Linked DNA regions of Pan troglodytes: region 1 is linked to region 2. The links are chromatin contacts, called in public HiChIP or PLAC-seq maps. All regions are on one chromosome and are shown on one strand. Each heading gives the region's core, a stretch centred on a gene start, on an enhancer-like site or on the middle of the called end of the contact. The rest is flanking DNA. Distances are from core to core; before and after follow the strand shown. Region 1 overlaps GPR19 (G protein-coupled receptor 19). Region 2 overlaps BORCS5 (BLOC-1 related complex subunit 5).

Region 1 (3,862 bases), core at 87-2,586, 300 kb before region 2:
AGTAGTAAGTCACAACACATTAAATTGACCAGTTATTTTAATCTAGTCTACTATGCATGATGCAGAATAGCATAGTACACTATGCCTGCTCTGGAGGCTGAGTCAGTGGTTCCAAATCCTAGCTCCCACACTATGCAGCTTTGGGCACATTACTTATTCCCCCAAGCCTCCATTTCTTCATCGGTAAAACAGAAATGCCAGTAATAGTACTCATCTTGTTGGGTTGATAGGATTAAATGACATAATGTATGTAAACACCTGGCACATGTTAAATATTAGTTGTTCTTATTGTTGTAATTATTCTTGACTAAGAGAGGAGATGATATCCAAGTCACCAACCTGCTGACTCAAAGAATTTCTTCAATATCTAACTTTTTTGATAAATGAATTTTCTTAAAATGTCAAGTGTTAAAATTAACAGTTGAATTTCTCTGAGTCTTACATAGAAAAACTAGAATTAACCTCACTTCTCCTAAAATAAAAGTAGAAAATACGATGAGGATGTTGATCCAGGAAGGACCTTCAGTTTCTTGAAAATTATACTCCAGCTTCCTTGTGCCACCTCTTTGCTTACAAAGTTTTCATTTCTACACATTGCAAGTCAGCATTCGTCTTTCAAAAAATAAATATTCTGAATTGCCTTGGTTAGGATTCTGAGTTAGAAACAACAAGTTATATGCCAGTGTTATGAGACAAATGTATAGCCAGTTTATATTTCTGACTTGGAGTAATCCAAATGCTATCCAAGTATTAATAAAATTTGTATTTATTTAAAATAATTTGACAACTCACATTTAAAAAATTGTCTTTTCTTCCATAGTGTTATAAAGAATCCACACATTGTTCCTAGCATCGACAGTCAGGTGTGGCTCTAAAGTATCTCCCAATTAAGGCTGTTAGGACTTAGATAATGGCTTCCCAAAAGTCAGATATTCTAACCTGAGGAGAAATCGATTTCTTGAGTTCTTTCCACCACCCTGTGATGGCACTTCAGGGTCAATCTGTGAAGCTGGAATTTTCATTCAGTTGCACCTAACTAGATTTTTAAGGAAAGAAGCAGTGGAGGATGGGGAGAGTAACTATTGCAGTGTCCATACTAATTCCTAGATTCCTTTCAAGATTTAGGACTGACAGCAATCCAATTTGGCTCTGGGAATGCTGTTTAAATCCCTCCTCAGCAATTCAGTCCTTCTCCCTCTTCCTTTCTTTAGTCAGCAGGCTCCCATGGTGACCGGTTTTAAAAGAAATCATCCTCTTCAGCAGTTACCTAGCACCATGGCAACTAGGACGTCAGCAAAGCAGGATAGACCCTGCACAAAACAGCTCCAAGCAGGCTCCCTCCCTGCCTCTCCAGTTCAGCCCTGCCTGAGGCCTAGGGATGGGGCTAATGACATCTAGACTTGTACACCCCAGAATTCCTATGTGTTTCTGTGGTTTTCCCCATAAGCATAGATATTTGGGCATGCAGTAAACTATGTTACAGGAATCTCCCTCCCCCCCACAAAAAAAAAAAAAGACCATATTTAAAGAGTGAGGATGGGTGATGGGATGGAGACAGGGAGGTAGGTATGGGATGGTCTTTTGGGTTTAAGGAAATTTGAAAATTATGTTTGTGTTTATAAGGTAACAGTAAGCTGATAGTAGGGGAAGTCAGAGCCCTAAACATATGGTGTGGTTTATGTTTAGGCACAGGACCTCAGGGAAATTTTAAAAAATATTTTTATTTACTTGAGAGTGAAATAGACAAATGGCTTTAACAAGCACTTGAAGAGGGTGTAATGCTGTCCGTGGTGCTGAACGCTCCATTGTCCCATATGTGTGCTAAGGGGGATCCAGAGGGGAGGTTAAGGAACACCTTGCCAGGTCAGGATACTGACTGTAAGAAAGAAAGAGAGGGGTTGAGGTTAAGAAAGCATCATTTATCTCCCATACTGAGCAACTCTGAATGGTCAAGATAAATCTTCAGATAGAAAAAAAAGAAAACAGAGAAGGAAGGAGGTTTGGGTGATTGAATCTTCCCCTTTTCATATGGAGATTTTTGGTCTGAGCCAATCAAGACAGAGATTTCTGCTGCTTTGCTCCTGAAAGGAAAAGTGGGGGAAGGGAGGGAGAAGATGGCCACATTCTCCCCTTCAGCCACATGATCCATTTCCCATGTGACACATTCCAGAGCCTTGGAAAGGAGAAGGGAGGGGCAACAAGAGAGTGGGGCTGGGGGCGGGAAGATGGTTTAACAGTCTACCCTGCACAGCGTCATCTTGTCTCCCTAACAGGAAGCAGGCTGTGAGCCAAGGGGAAGGCAGAGGACAGAAATGAATGTGTTTCCAGGCTTTCCTGGTGGTTTATGGCATTCTCCAAACTCCTATGCAAGGGCTATTCCTGACCAAGAAGATCTAAAGAGAACGTCTCTGAAATCAAGTCCGGATGAAGGTATGTGATAGGGATCCCTTGGTATTGCGACTGAAATTTGGCTCAGAGGACATAATGCCTTCTTTTTTTCCAGGCAATTTGGAGATTTTGTCCTGCCTTAGATGCCAGTTAGAGGCTTTAGGTTTGTTACCAGTCCAGAAAATATGCCTAGGTAGTTCTGTAAAATGAAAATTCACCAGAGTATGTGTCAGTTGAAAAATTGGATGGAAATTGTGTATAGTGATAATTAATGAAACAAAGCACTCATTGATGAAAAGGATTTTTTCCCCTTGAATCCTGGAAAGAGGGGAAAAAAATTACCGAAACCAACTAGGTTTCATCATCACTGCAATAAAAGCTGTTTCATCCCTTTTCAGCTGCTTATTCTATGCCCATGTTCCCAGAGGCAGTGGCTTGGGGAGCTGAAGTGGGCAGGCGTGCTGTTCCTTTGTGCTGTGCGATCATCTTCCTTCTGATGTTCCTGGAACCAGGGGTGCTTGTGATTGTTCCCAGCTCTGATTTAGGACAGTAGACTGCCACAGAATTTCACATCTTGTAGAATTGCTAGCAACAAGACCCTGGGGAAGTTCTCAAAGGAATCTACCAAAGTTACAGGCTAAAATAATCAGCCGTGAACTCAAATTTTCATGTCTTTGACTATTTTCAGCACAAAGAGAGGAGCCCCTTTAAATTTTATTTTGTCTTTATTTAACAAATACTTAAGAAAGTTCTTTCTAATGTGCAAGGCACTGTTCTAAGCACAAACAGTCATTGAATCCTTATAACAACCCTTTGAGAAAGGTTTTATTACCCACATTTTAGAGATGAAGAAACAGAGGCACAGAGAAGTTAGGGAACTTTCCCAAGGTCACACAGCTAGCAAACAGTAGAAGCAGAACTTGGACCTATGAAACTTGACCCCAAAGCCTGTGCTCTTAACCACTGAGCTATGCTGCTTGCCTGCTCATATTATTTCAAATGATGTCAGCAGTCAATTTGGCTTCAAATTTTGTTCAGCTGACGCTACTAGAAGATTGAATCAGCTTGCTTTGCTAAAACAGATCCCCAGAGAAATCTATATTTAATCTTAAATTATCCCTGTAGTCACATTCTGTACCCCCAAGTAACCCAGTAAGTAATTGCTGTTCTGTTTCCCTTGTGCTGTATAGATTTCTGTAGTAAAACGCTATGTTACTATGGTGACCAATTGATGTCTCAAGAAAAAAGAAATTTAGAATTATATCATGGGTTTTTAAAAAAATCGAACGTAGAAACACTCTTCCATCCTAGAACCTAGCAAGGCCAGCCTAAGCATATTTTCTTTAAAAGCACCTACCTAGTTCTCAAAATAAAATAGATTAAAAGCTTCTAAAACTATGTATATAAATTATAATATCAAACTGACTGGATTTATTTTTTAAAATGATATTATACCTTAAAATAAGGGAATAGG
Region 2 (3,962 bases), core at 1,397-3,896:
CTGTGGATGAATGTGAGTCTTTCACTGAAGGTCCAAAAACTATCTGCAGAAATACAGGATGGGGGAGGTGTGGCTTAATGTCAGCACATGTGAAAAACACTTTAGAGTTTTAGATGATTCAATATGACTCAAGTGCATGTGGCTGCCAAAAAAGCTACCTAAACTTGGGCTGTATTAAAAGGAATATATCATGCAGAAAAGACACTGGATCCAATCCACACCTGGAATACTATGCCAATTCTGGGGGTCACGCTCTAACAAAAGAGACAAAATGGAGTATATTTAGGTTTCGGATCAGAGGGCTGAGTGACACAAAATCATGAGCACGTGTTACTTTCATGATCAGAATAAAAGATACTTCCATTTTGGAGAAAACAAATCCTTAAGTAATGCCCAGTGTTGAAGAGGATATTATGAAATGGAAATGCTCAGATAGTATTGTTTTTACTATGAATTAGTTTATTAAATCCTTTGGGAAGTAATTCCGTCATATATTGTAACTGCCACAAAACTTATGTTGGCTTTACTTATAATCACCAAATACTGGAAACAACCCCGATTCCTCCAGCTGGCAAATGGATAGACAGTCTATGGTATATCCATAAGAAGGAAACAATAAAAGGAACAAACTATTGATACAACCACATAATGAATCTTGCTAGGCATGAGAGCTCAAGCTTGCAATCCCAACTACTCAGGGGGCTGAGGCAAAAGGATGACTTGAGGCCAGGTGTTTGAGACCAGTCTTAACAACACAATAAGACCACACTTCTAAAAAAAATATTTTTTTTAATTAGCTGGGCATGGTGGTACCTGCCTGTAGTCTTAGCTATTCAGGAGGCTGAGGCTAGAGGATCACTTGAGCCCAGGAGTTCAAGGCTACAGTGAGCTATGATTGTGCCACTGCACTCCAGAAAAAAAATACATATATACATACATAAAAATAATAACCCAACAGTGCAGACAAATATTGGAACATAAAAAGACTCGATCCTAAAGCAGACAGAAAAAGGTATGGGTGGGCAGGGAGGAAGGAATAAAGAACAGGAACAAAGGCCGGGCATGGTGGCTCGCACCTGTAATTCCAGCACTTTGGGAGGCCGAGGCAGGTGGATCACTTGAGGTCAGGAGTTTGAGACCAGCCTGGCCAATATAGTGGAGCCCTGTCTCTATGAAAAATACAAAAAACTAGCCGGGCATGGTGGCACGTGCCTGTAGTCCCAGCTACTCGGGAGGCTGAGGTAGGAGAATTGCTTGAACCCAGGAGGTAGAGGTTGCAGTGAGCCAAGATCATACCACTGCACTACAGCCTGGGCGAAAAAGCAAGACTTTGTCTCAAAAAAAGAGAACGAACTAGAACAAATAAAAAAAAAATAGCAACAGTGGACTTTAACCCAACCACACTGAAATTACACTAAATCTAAGAGTGTTAAAGGTATCATTAAAAAGACAGATTTTCAACATATATAAAACAGCAAGACAACTATATGCTGGCTACTTTAAAAGCTAGATTAAAAGCAAATGGGGGGCCGGGTGCAGTGGCTCACATCTGTAATCCCAGCACTTTGGGAGGCCGAGGCAGGTGGATCACTTGAGGCAAGGAGTCCATGACCAGCCTAGCCAACATGGCGAAATGCTGTCTCTACTAAAAATACAAAAATTAGCCAGGCATGGTGGCACACACCTGTAATTGCAGCTACTCAAGAGACTGAGGTACAAGAATCGCCTGAACTCAGGAGGCAGAGGTTGCAGTGAGCCAAGACTGCGCCACTGCACTCCAGCCTGGGCGACAGAGTGAGACTCCATCTCCAAAAAAAAAAGCACATGGACAGACAAGTGGGACTTCTTGATAAATCCAAATGAGGAGATCAACATATCCTCTCTGCAAAAGGTAACTATAAAGCTGAACATAATTCATACCATTCAAACATAATTCAAACCATTTTGAGGTTTGGAAAATCAACCAACGGCATATAAAAATTTGAGAAGCATTTATGCCTTAAAAATGAATGAACTTGGCCAAGTGTGGCGGCTCACACCTGTAATCCCAACACTTGGGGAGGCCAAGGCAGGCGGATCACGAGGTCAGGAGTTTGAGAACAGCCTAGCCAATATGGTGAAACCCCATCTCTACTAAAAATACAAAAATTAGCCAGGCGTGGTGGTGTGCTCCTGTAGTCCCAGCTACTTCAGAGGCTGAGGCAGAAGAATCGCTTAAACCTGGGAGGTGGAGGTTGCAGTGAGCCAAGATTGTGCCACCGCACTCTAGCCTGAGTGACAGAGTGTGACTCCATCTCAAAAAAAAAAAAGAACTTGGGTAAAAATAGTGAGAATCTGTGTCATTGAGATGTGAGGCTTCTCCCAACCTTCCTGCCTCAGTTGAAGCAGATGTTGTACCAGAATGGGACAGGTAATGAGAACAGGAAGCTTTCCTGCTTTAGCAGGAAGCGGCTGCTGACTTATTTGGAATAGGTAGCATCCACATCCAGCGGTGTCATCAGTAGAATTGACTATCTCAGAGATGGGCAAGTGGAAAGTGCCAAAAGCTATACTAACACGAGGTTGTGGTCGTGGTCAGGGCAAGCTTATTCCTGGCTAAGGCTGTATGCATTTGCAGCAGAGACCTGAAAGGGTGCAACCAGTCACGTGCTCCTAGCTGACACTGAGGGTGTGTGTATTCCAAGGGGAGAGGTGAAAGGGTTCAGCAGTGAACAAAAGATAAGATTTGAAAATGGCCTGAACTTTGAATGTGCTACCCTGCCACGCAGAGCCATTTACAGATGACAGAAGCCTTCCTGATCAAGGTGGTTAAGTACAACCTCTGATCAATAACTGACTATTAACCCATGCAGACATATGGACAACCCCTAGGAAAGCAGATGTAAAGATATAAGCAAGTTTAAAAAGCAAGCAGACACATGGAGAGGACCTGAGACTACACAAATAAAGAGAGCTGCCCAGACGGCCCCCAGCTGCTCCAGCCCCTGTTATTTCAGCTCTAGCCACCAACTGACTGCAGCTGCATAACAAAGTCAGAACTGCCCAGCTGAGCCCTTCCAGAATCCCTGACCCACAGAAATCTGAGAGATAATAAAGTGATTGTCGTCTTTTAAAAAGGAGGGTGTGGGGTGGAAAAGTAGAGACATTAATGGCCACAAACCACAGGAAAAAGATTTCACAGGTTTGACAAACATGTTACTAAACAAAGAGCAATGAACAGACAAAAAAGTAACAACAGCAATTTGGGAGGATCAGAATCCACAGCTGCTATATTATCTAAAATGCCCAGTTCTTAACAAAAAAATTATAAGACCTACAAAGAAACAGGAGTGTGACTCGTACCCAAGAAAAAAATGCAGTCAATAGAAATTGCCTCTGAGTATTGAAGATACTAGATACAGCAGACAAAAATTTCAAAGCAATTATAAGCTCACAGAACTACAGAAAATCATAATAAAAGAAAGAAAAATATAACAATGAATCTACAAATTCAGATTCCCTATAAGGAGACAAAAATTATATATATATTTTAAAAAGCAGGCCAGGCACGGTGGCTCACACCTGTAATCCCAGCACTTTGGGAGGCCAAGGTCAGCACACTGCTTGAGCCCAGGAGTTTGAGACCAGCCAGGCAACATAATGAGACTTTGTCTCTACAAAACAAACACATACATACATAAAATTTTTAAAAATAAGATAAGAAACCAAATAGAAGTCTTGGAGTTGAAAAGTATAATAATGGAAATGAAAAATTCACTGGGGCAACTCAATAGCAATTTGGGGATGGCAGGAAAAAGAATCAGTGAACCTGAAAATAGAAATTAGCTAAAGAACAAAGAGAAAAGATTAAAGAAAATAAAACAGTGCCTTAGAGATCTGTGCAACAACATCAAACATGCCAACACATGCATAATGGAAATCCCAGAAGGAAAGAAGAGACAAACTTACCAAATCTGATGAAA

The links. HiChIP or PLAC-seq counts read pairs in DNA pulled down with a chosen protein or histone mark.
Region 1: an H3K4me3 HiChIP or PLAC-seq map of stem cell-derived excitatory neurons shows a contact between it and region 2, with 3 times the contacts expected there. The contact joins two enhancer-like sites. A contact is called at or near these places in 1 of 7 Hi-C or Micro-C datasets (stem cell-derived neural progenitor cells) and 1 of 1 datasets of contacts at active chromatin or transcription factors (stem cell-derived excitatory neurons).

Annotation. Positions count from the first base shown.
Region 1 is chr10:19,833,440-19,837,301 of NHGRI_mPanTro3-v2.0_pri, reverse strand. It overlaps GPR19 (G protein-coupled receptor 19), which reads left to right. Exons shown (of 3, transcript XM_016922989.4): 2 at 2,274-2,430. Among named protein-coding and RNA genes, the nearest start is that of GPR19, 25 kb to the left of the region's middle. Within about 2 kb of position 1,336, at least 16 of the 24 cell types and tissues checked have an H3K27ac peak or open chromatin away from gene starts, as enhancers often do. A contact at or near this core is called in stem cell-derived excitatory neurons and stem cell-derived neural progenitor cells, where this site is marked.
Region 2 is chr10:19,533,250-19,537,211 of NHGRI_mPanTro3-v2.0_pri, reverse strand. The region is part of intron 2 of BORCS5 (BLOC-1 related complex subunit 5); the gene reads right to left. Among named protein-coding and RNA genes, the nearest start is that of BORCS5, 29 kb to the right of the region's middle. Within about 2 kb of position 2,646, at least 6 of the 24 cell types and tissues checked have an H3K27ac peak or open chromatin away from gene starts, as enhancers often do. A contact at or near this core is called in stem cell-derived excitatory neurons and stem cell-derived neural progenitor cells, where this site is marked.